Linked DNA regions of Mus musculus: region 1 is linked to region 2. A link is a contact called in public HiChIP or PLAC-seq data. All regions are on one chromosome and are shown on one strand. Each heading gives the region's core, a stretch centred on a gene start, on an enhancer-like site or on the middle of the called end of the contact. The rest is flanking DNA. Distances are from core to core; before and after follow the strand shown. Region 1 overlaps A930011G23Rik (RIKEN cDNA A930011G23 gene). Region 2 overlaps Rasgef1b (RasGEF domain family, member 1B).

What was found. HiChIP or PLAC-seq counts read pairs in DNA pulled down with a chosen protein or histone mark.
Region 1: an H3K27ac HiChIP or PLAC-seq map of heart atrium shows a contact between it and region 2, with 5 read pairs. The contact joins two enhancer-like sites. A contact is called at or near these places in 4 of 39 promoter capture datasets (embryonic stem cells, hematopoietic stem and progenitor cells, liver and 1 more), 14 of 484 Hi-C or Micro-C datasets (B cells, the HPC-5 cell line, LSK cells and 7 more), 4 of 115 datasets of contacts at active chromatin or transcription factors (the HPC-7 cell line, embryonic limb bud, heart atrium and 1 more) and 2 of 9 other capture datasets (adipose tissue and liver).

The regions. Positions count from the first base shown.
Region 1 is chr5:99,337,418-99,341,912 of GRCm38.p6, forward strand. The region is part of intron 3 of A930011G23Rik (RIKEN cDNA A930011G23 gene); the gene reads right to left. Among named protein-coding and RNA genes, the nearest start is that of Gm35314, 27 kb to the right of the region's middle. Within about 2 kb of position 2,569, at least 105 of the 459 cell types and tissues checked have an H3K27ac peak or open chromatin away from gene starts, as enhancers often do. A contact at or near this core is called in heart atrium, liver and microglia, where this site is marked.
Region 2 is chr5:99,231,669-99,236,128 of GRCm38.p6, forward strand. It overlaps Rasgef1b (RasGEF domain family, member 1B), which reads right to left. Exons shown (of 14, transcript NM_181318.4): 5 at 2,808-3,020; 6 at 2,247-2,321; 7 at 634-729; 8 at 423-525. Among named protein-coding and RNA genes, the nearest start is that of Rasgef1b, 19 kb to the right of the region's middle. Within about 2 kb of position 1,768, at least 12 of the 459 cell types and tissues checked have an H3K27ac peak or open chromatin away from gene starts, as enhancers often do. A contact at or near this core is called in heart atrium, liver and microglia, where this site is marked.

The DNA.
Region 1 (4,495 bases), core at 1,319-3,818, 110 kb after region 2:
AGGAAAGATTACAAAACAATACACCCGGTTCAATGGAGTCACCATTCTCTGAAAGGGAGATTAAGGCGTCTATTCATTTTATTTTATTTAAATTGGGGGACATGGGTAATTGAGAAAAGGAGTGGCCTTTTAAAAAATCACTATTTTGATAGAGAAAGGAAGATAGTTTTCATTTTATACAAGTAGAACAAGAGAAAAAAACGCTTTTGACATCTGAGTGAGCAAAACACTGTCAGCTGTCTTTGATTAGTATTTTCACTGAGTTTGCTGTCAAGATAATTTCCATCCAAATGAAATCTATTTTCTAGTTCATATCTTGGTGAAATACGTTTTGCTAGAAAAATAAATTTATCTTGAACAGTGTGGTTAGAACCGACAAAATGTTAAGGAAAAAAATGTTGTTTTAAAACAATCTCATAAGAGAACTATTGGTTTGAAATACATACATTCATAAAAATAAGTAAAAAGCAGAAATATACTGATGTGCATAGTGACCAACAAATGTGAACCTGAGTGTCCATTTCATGCATTCACAGTGTTATGCAATAACTGAACTATAAACAGAGACTGGATGAAGAAGGCTAGACACTTATGGCACATTAAGTAGAGACTTTACAAGATTCTCTATAAAATGAAATACTAGTGTTTCTTAACTATTGTGTCAAAACAGAAGTCATATAAATGTGGGATTTTAAAACATCATAATATTAATAATAGGACTCCTTGGTGGGGTTTTTGAGATCACCTTTGTTTTTCTTATTTAAAAAAAAAATTGTAAAATAGGTGGGGTAGAGTATCTCATGCTTTTAATCCAAGCACCCGAGAGGTAGAGGCTAGAAGTTCCTAAGTTCAAGGCCAGCTACAGAGGTAGGCACTATATTATTTTTGTAAAATAAACATCGTTGTGGTTTGAATATGCTTGCCCAGGAAGTGGTACTATTTGGAGGTGTGACCTTGTTGGAGTGAGTGTGTCACTGTGAGTGCTGGCTGTAAGACCCTCACCCTAACTGCCTGGAAGTCAGTATTCTGCTAGCAGCCTTCAGATGAAGATGTAGAACTCTCAGCTCCTCCTGCACCATGCCTGCCTGGACGCTGCCATGCTCCCACCTTGATGATAACGGACTGAACCTCTGAACCTGTAAGCCAGCCCCAATTAAATGTTGTCTACAAGTTGCCTTGGTCATGGTGTCTGTTCACAGCAGTAAAACCCTAACTAAGACAAACATAAATTAGAATTTTTTGGAAGTAATAAATGTGTTTTGATATGGGAGAATGAATCTACCCTTCCTTTCTGTAACTGTTTTTGCTACGGTTTATGTTCATAAAGTCACAATTGCCCAGGATTTCCTCAATTTATGTTGAAAGTATTTCATTATTCCTGAATGCACCTAGGCATCTTAGTTAAAAAGACCAAAGATAAGGATATAAAGAAGACAAAATTAGTTCTCAGCATCCCATGACCCTGCAAAGTTAACACACTGAAACCGAGACGGACAGCCACGGTGGCTGGAGTTCGGGTGTCCAGACGGACAACCATGAAGGCTGAAGTTCAGGTGACCATCTTTCTCTTGTACTGACTCAGAACCTGTTCCTCTTGTCCTGCCCATGGCTTTGTATGCTCAGCTATTTACTATTCAATTAGAGATTATCAGAGGGGACATAAAGGGTGGAACACCCGCTGCTGATAGCATGGTAAGGAACAGGACAGAAAGGTATAAAGTGAAACTCAAGAGAAAAAATTATTTACATAAAACACTCAAGATATCCTAGCACTTCAAAAGGCAAGTTGTTGACCTTACTAAATGACTCCCACAGGAAGTTTTAGGGTAAACTTTTTAATTTTATTTTTCTATTTTCTCATTTTTTTCTCAGCACTTGAGAACAGCTTCTTCTTTTGTAAGTAGCAAGCAAGCCTCAGGGTCAATCTATTAATAATTCCTCTATAGGCTAACAACATATAGACAAAAGGTAACAGCAGCCTGGGGCAAGATTGTGACTAAGTTTTCCCATCTTTGTTTTCTAGGGATGTTGGTCACAGTATCCACTGTAGGCTAATTAGTGTCTTACTGTAACAAATCAGGAAATTACTCCTGGAAAGCCAGCTCTGTCACTGCCTCATGTGACACTCGGGTACCCCTTGTGTGGCACCAGTAGATCCATGGTCAGGTATCCTCAGATTTTCAGAGTCTGGGTTAAAGCATAGAAGCTGGGGTGGATGTCCTTTTAGGAGATTCCCATGGCTTTTACAAACTGCTAACACAGAATCCTGAAACTTTCTGTCATCACGGGGTAAATTGCATTTCCTCAAAATGAATTTTAAGAGGATCCTGCAGTCAGAACCCAGCTGGGTGTATTCTGCACTACAGGTCACGGCATTCGCTCCTCTTCCTCCCCTGTCTCTCATATTTCCCGCGCCAGTGTGTCTCCTGTGAGTTTCGTTTTTGCTAACATCGGTCCTGATTTGCTCTGCCCTCAGATTTTCCATTTCCCCAATGAGTCTGGAGGTTGTTCTGCGAACTCCCTGCCTCCTACAGCTACTTGGCTACAGTTCGGTGGGTGGGGTGCCTCTTGTCAAGGACTGTCTGGGTCAGAAGTGCCTGGACTGACGTTTGTTGGAGAGACAGACGTGCTGTCTCCAGCTGCAAGGCCATGAGATAAAGCGCTCTTTCAGCGCCCGTTCTCCTCCTCACTGGATAAAGGAACATAGAAGCAAGCGGCTTCATTTCTGCCTCTCTCTCACCCATGAACGTGCTGCACTCTCTGATTTCGGGTTGGAAGACTGGGACTGAAGGTTAAGGACAACTGTCATTGACACCAGCAAATCACCCAGAAAAAGGCCTACCCCCGTAAGAAGTCTCATCACAGTCAAAATATGCTTGATATCTTGTCAAAGTGGCACGTCCCACTCCATTTCTCAGCCTTACTGAATTTCTGTTCTCAAAGTTTCCTTGCCATCTCTCTTGGAGTCAAATTCAGCAATCTTTCAGTGACTGTTTCAGTCTCTCTCCCCCTTTCCACTCATCCTCAGCATCTGGCTTTTGGAGCCTGTACCAGTTCCAACGCCCCCACTCTCTTTCCCACACTCTCCCCGTTTTTCCCTTCACTGCCCCCACCCCTCTTGTCTCCTCTCATTTGAATCTTTCCCCTGTTCTTTTTGGCACTCTGCACAGGACCCTGAGTGTCTCTGTCCCTCCCGTTCTGTTTATCTTTCTTTTCTTCCAAAACTAAGTCCAGGGAGGAGGGAGGGCAGATGGCAGTTCCTGCCTATGACATTTCTGTCTTTTCGCTTTAACAAAAATAATCATTGCCCAGTAAGACTGGTTCATACTCATGAAAAGATAAATGTTTGCAAAAGGATGGGAAATGGGACAAAAAGTACTTATTTACTGAGCCTGGCGTTAAAATCTGAAACTGAAGCCAAGAGGAGACTGTCCTTTTAATTGATAAGAAAGAAGCCAGCGCTGTGAAGCTCAGGGTTATTGTTCTGCAGGTCTGTTGCCCTGTCTGCGCTAGTGAGAAGTTTTCACCCAATATTGGGTAGTTTATCACCTATCTGTATGATTTTTGCTTTTTAAAATGATTACATAATTTCAAACTGAGCATTGCGGTGCACACCTTTAATCCTAGCGCTCTGCATGCAGAGGCAGGCTGATCTCTACCAGCCTGGGCCTGATCTACAAAGCAAAAACTAACTAAAAGTCATTACATAGTTTTCATAATAGCCTAAGAAGAGTGTAGAAGAAAATTAAAATACATAAAGATATGGCGTGGAAAGTGAGTCTCTAATCTACCCAAATTCTAGACTACTTTCTTAGATGGAAACATCCATATTCATAATGAACCTCTTAATATATATGCAATGCATGTTGGCATTTGGTCTGGGCTGTGCCCCACAGTGACCTGGCTACAGCCAGGTGTGCCTGGCTCACTATAAAAGAGGCTGCTTGCCCACTCCCCTCTCTCTTGCTCTCTTGCTCTTGCTCTGTCCCCTTTCTCCTGGTCCTCCTCTTTCCCCATTCCCCTTCCCCCTCTCTCCCCATTCCCCTTCCCCCTCCTGCCATGTGCTCATGGCCAGCCTCTACTCCTCTACTCTCTTTCTCTCTCTCTCTCTCTCTCTCTCTCTCTCTCTCTCTCTCTCTCTCTCTCTCTCTCTCTCTTTCTCTCTCTCTCCTACTCCCTCAGCTCCCCTCCCCATGCCCTGAGTAAACTCTGTTCTATACTATACTGTCCTGTGGCCTGTCCCTCAGTGGGAAGGGATGCCTCAGCATGGGCCCGTAGAGGCACCCCTTCCCCCACACCTGACTGCACATCCACTACACATATTCCTTTTTCCCTTATCTTTTTATAAAACACAACAATGCATATGTTAATAATGATTATATATGTGTATTCTATTTACATATCTATAGATATATATATATCTTCTTAACTTTTCTTTTTTATATAAATGAGAGGATACTATGGGCATAAAAGTTTACCATTGAAGCCTAATGCC
Region 2 (4,460 bases), core at 518-3,017:
CAGAGGCACGGTCAAGAGTGAAGCGCTTGGTTTCTTCCGCCATCCTCAGGCTACTGCTGACGAGATGGCGAGATTTCATCTCAGGTCAGGCCATTTCCATAACGCTTGACATACATGCTGCCCAAATACCTCTAGAAACCTTGTATTTAGACAAGTGTTTCAGTTCTCAGCTTTTACAGATGGATATTTAACTGAGCATAGATGAACTAAAGACATTCAATGAATGTCCTTTAAGGAAAGACTGTATGTACTTGGCACTAGTTTAGGTCCATAAAGCATTCTGAACGTTTCATAATAACTCTGGATTAAAGAGAGTAGAGTTTTCAGGAAAGGCAGATTTTCAGTGGATACAATTTCCAAGCCCCATAAAACTAGTGTTTATACACACACACACACACACACACACACACACGAATACTCACAGATGATTGCCATCAAAGAATTGAAGTTTCCAATGTTGAAACACTCTCGAGCCACATCGATGAAATACTCGATCATCCTCGCTCGGTGCTTCTTCTTCACAGGCTGTAAGAAAAACGAGCGTGAGCAGACAGGAACCCAGCACACAGGCCCAACAGATAGAAGATAAAGCAGGAAAACTGGATCTGAGGAAAAAACAATGTGTTGTCTCACCATGCAGATTTCTGTAGCAACCAAGTAGCTTAGACGATTAAACCATTCTACGTACGCCTCCAAGTTCCGTGTTTTCTTCCGTTCGCTGTAGCAACTCTACAGTGGAAGCAACGTGGACAGATAAGCCTGTGAATGCGCATGGATGCGCTCCCAAACGTGTCCTTCCTTCCCTCCCAAGAACTGAAGTTTCTCTGAAATGATGTTATCCTGGGAGGCCTGTGCCCTCAGACCCTCACTTCCAAAGAAGGGTCTGCTGGTTACTTTTAACTGTCCACTTGATAGTCTCCGTGACAAGCTACTGGACAAGCTAGAATCCCGTGGGAAGAGCGAGTCTGTGCGAGACTGCCTTGACTGTTAATGGATGTAGGAAGGCCCAGCCCCTGAGGGCAGCAGCACCATTTCTTCTGGGCAGGGGATGCTGAACAGCACAGCACAGAAGCTCATGTGTGAACAGGCCTGGCTGTACTTGTTTCTCTCTGTTCCTTTCCCCTCTTTAAAGGCTAAAGTTTTATTTCTGAGGAACTTGCCATTTTTAGAGTGAGCTACATAAGAAAGCCAAAAGGTTGCACGCCCCTCACCCTAAGAGTAAAGCAGGGCATACAATTCCCCCTTAAACCCTGGCATGTTTCACTCTGCTCTTGGCCGGGATGTGACTAGCTACTTGGGTTCCGACCTTGACTTCCCCTCTATGGTGGCCTAGAATCTGGAACTGTGAGCCAAACAAGCTCTTTCTCCCGGAGTTCTTTATTATCAGGGTATTTTATCACAGCAACAGAAATGCAGTTGGCAGGGGGTTTCATTCTCCAACAGCCTTGGGCTGCTCATACCAATTGCTATCAACACAGCAAGGGGAGGGAATACAGAATTTTGGAGCACCATTTACCCGAAGATAAATGGAAATCTACACCATGATGCTCTTGAGTAGGGTGAATGCCACACTGTTCATCTTAGCGTGGAGTTCAAGGCCAAGCTTGGGGAGGTTCATTAATCCTCTTTCCTTCCTTTCAGAAGACACAAACAAAACATTCCACTAGCCTCCTATTGAAAAACCCAGTCCTCACTTCCCATACTGAGAGAAGCTGGACCAAGGCGGGAAACAGCTGTTGGCTTGTCTCCCAGAGAGACTTCACCAGTAGATATAGCAGCTGCAGATAGCCTAACAACTCAAAGTGCTTCTAGAGGTCACTCTAGAATGGGGCAAATGTGTTCATGTGTTCATGAAATGTATAGTGTATGTCCAGTACCATGGTCTTTACATGTATGCAGATTCACTTCCAGAAAGGGGCCAGACCACCTGGAGCTTTTCAGGGCCAGAGAGGCAGGCTTGGTGCACATCCTGCCTCTCTGCTCCTGCTGCTGAACTGCGGGCAGACCGTTCTCTTAGATTTTCTTTCTGGCTTTAATCTGCTAAAACCATTAGGTTCTTATCGTCTTCTCTCACCAACACTGTGTCTGCTGGCCAGGAAGGGCTTATTAAATTCCCCAATAAGGAGGAAATGATGGAGTAGAACTATTGTATAGGCACTATTGTATAGACCCAACCCAAGACAAACCCCGATGAATCACAAAACAGCTAATGAAAACACGAAAACAAACAACTCGGTCCTGATTACCTTATCGTTGTCCAAAGGATCCTTCTGCACAAATGCCTGAACAAACTCTTCTGGGCCAATGTAATTGAGTCTCTCCTGGGACAAAAGCAGAAAATATTAAAGAAAGGGGAAGAAAACAGATGCCAACTCCCCTCTATTAATTTTGATGCTACCCCGCGTTTCTCAGACCAGGTTATAAAATGGGCTTTTAACCCTGAATACTTTCATCAGCTTCAAGTTGTGAAGAGGGGCAATGCTCTCCTTAGGTCAATGTTTCCTAAGACAGTTGAAGAATGAAGGAAATAATAAGCCAATAACAGGAAACTAATTAGAGGCAGAAAAAAGACCAAGAGATTCAGTAGACTCTGCTTCCCGTCTTGTTTAGGGTGTGTTTACGAGTAAATTCTCGGGATATCGGCATCCATATTCAGATGCCCACACAAATCACGCTCTGGCTGCTTTGTGGATGTTTCCCCTTTTGAGTGATTCTGACCTCTCTCCCGAGATTTACTATCAGCCAACAGTCTGGTTGCCAAAGCAAACTAGCTGTGGCTGCAAAGGGCAAAGCAGATAGCGCCTCACCAGCTCGATGTGGGTCAGCTGCTGGGCCAATGTGTAAGGGTCGCTGCAGACGGTCATGATGTCCCGCTGTATGGACTGGGGCTTGGTCTTCAGAACCGTGAGCCGGTCCGTGGCTGTGGAGCTGAGTTTGGCCAGGACTTCCTCATACTGGCTGAGGGCGGCGAGTTTTCGGATCAGACACTGCATCATCTGCTGGACGTTCTTCCGGTACGTCTGCTAGGAAGTGAAGGGAGGATGGTATTCTTGCCCTGCTTCTTCTCCAGCACTGTGAGGCCTCAGACACCCTGTCTTCAAATGCTCTGAGCTCTAGCAGCTAAACACCTAGGTTTCAATAACCTAGGTTCTCTCAGGTTGCTTGTGAAGATATAATTCAGGCTGGGCCTCAAAAACACCTCAGAAACTTCAGATTAGCTCTAGAGGTGGTCCAGCATAATGAGTACTACATACAACTAAGCGTGCTCTAGTGAAACTGTCTCTGTTCACTATCTCAAGGTGGATCATCGTCTTCCCATGATTTTACAGTCACCTACGGGGCTTCTCCATGCCTATAATTTCCAGCCCTGTTTTGCCAAGTGCACAGCAGCTACGTGACAAGAATGCACCATCACTGTCTAGTCCACCTTCCTGATCTTTCCCATCTACAGTGGAATTGGGTATTCACTCTTGTCATCTGACCTCTCTTGACTCACGTCCATTCCCTCCCGTGCACGGGTCAGTACTGATGTTCACTGGCATTCTCTCTCAGGGCAGCTCTCGCCACAATGCTACCACCAGATGCCACCTCATTGATGACTGCACCGTGCTATACTCATGACTCTTAGGAGGCATAGGTTACAAAGGTATTTCATATATTATAGGTAAATGTCGACCACTTGCCTCTAAAACACTCTTTAAAGCAAAGTAGTGACTTCCCAGTCAACCACTCTTTCTCCTTCCTTCCTTCCTTCCTTCCTTCCTTCCTTCCTTCCTTCCTTCCTTCCTTCCTTTGTTGAGTATAGTTATTTGATATGGAGTTATTCTGGTCTTTCTTTTCTATCCTCCAACTGCTAACAGCCAACCATCCTTCGAGGTAAATTATGATGCTCATGTTGGCAAGAGCCGTGCAGACTGACTCAATGCCAGCTGGGCACTTAGGCAGATAGCTCCACAGGAGGACAGACCCAGGGAGCCTACAGATGCGGGCAAGCCTATGCTTACTCCTCAATGGCTTTTTAAAAGGTGCCCAGTAGCATCTGCCAACATTTCGAAATTTGAAAATTGTAAGCCTAAAAGATATATTTTTTTTTCGAATTTGATACCAGCCAGAGATACATGAGAACCAGTCTCAAACAAATAAACAACACCCCCCCCCCCAAAGGAAAAAGCAAACAAACAAAACTTCAAACAATCTAGGTCCCACTGAGGATTAAGGTTGGAGGTTGTTAATTTGTATTTATCACTCAAAGAAAAATATGTCTTCCCTTGACATCCAAACGAGTCAAACGCAAGTACTGGGCTACGTTATACCCAGCCCAAGCTCACCTTCTCTAGCAACACTGAGATACACCAGAACTGACTTGTGATGTGTACTTTGATCTTCTCTACCAAACGTCCTTATAAATGTCTACATGCGTGTTCCTACTGCTTCTTAAAGCTATGCAACAGTTCCCAATA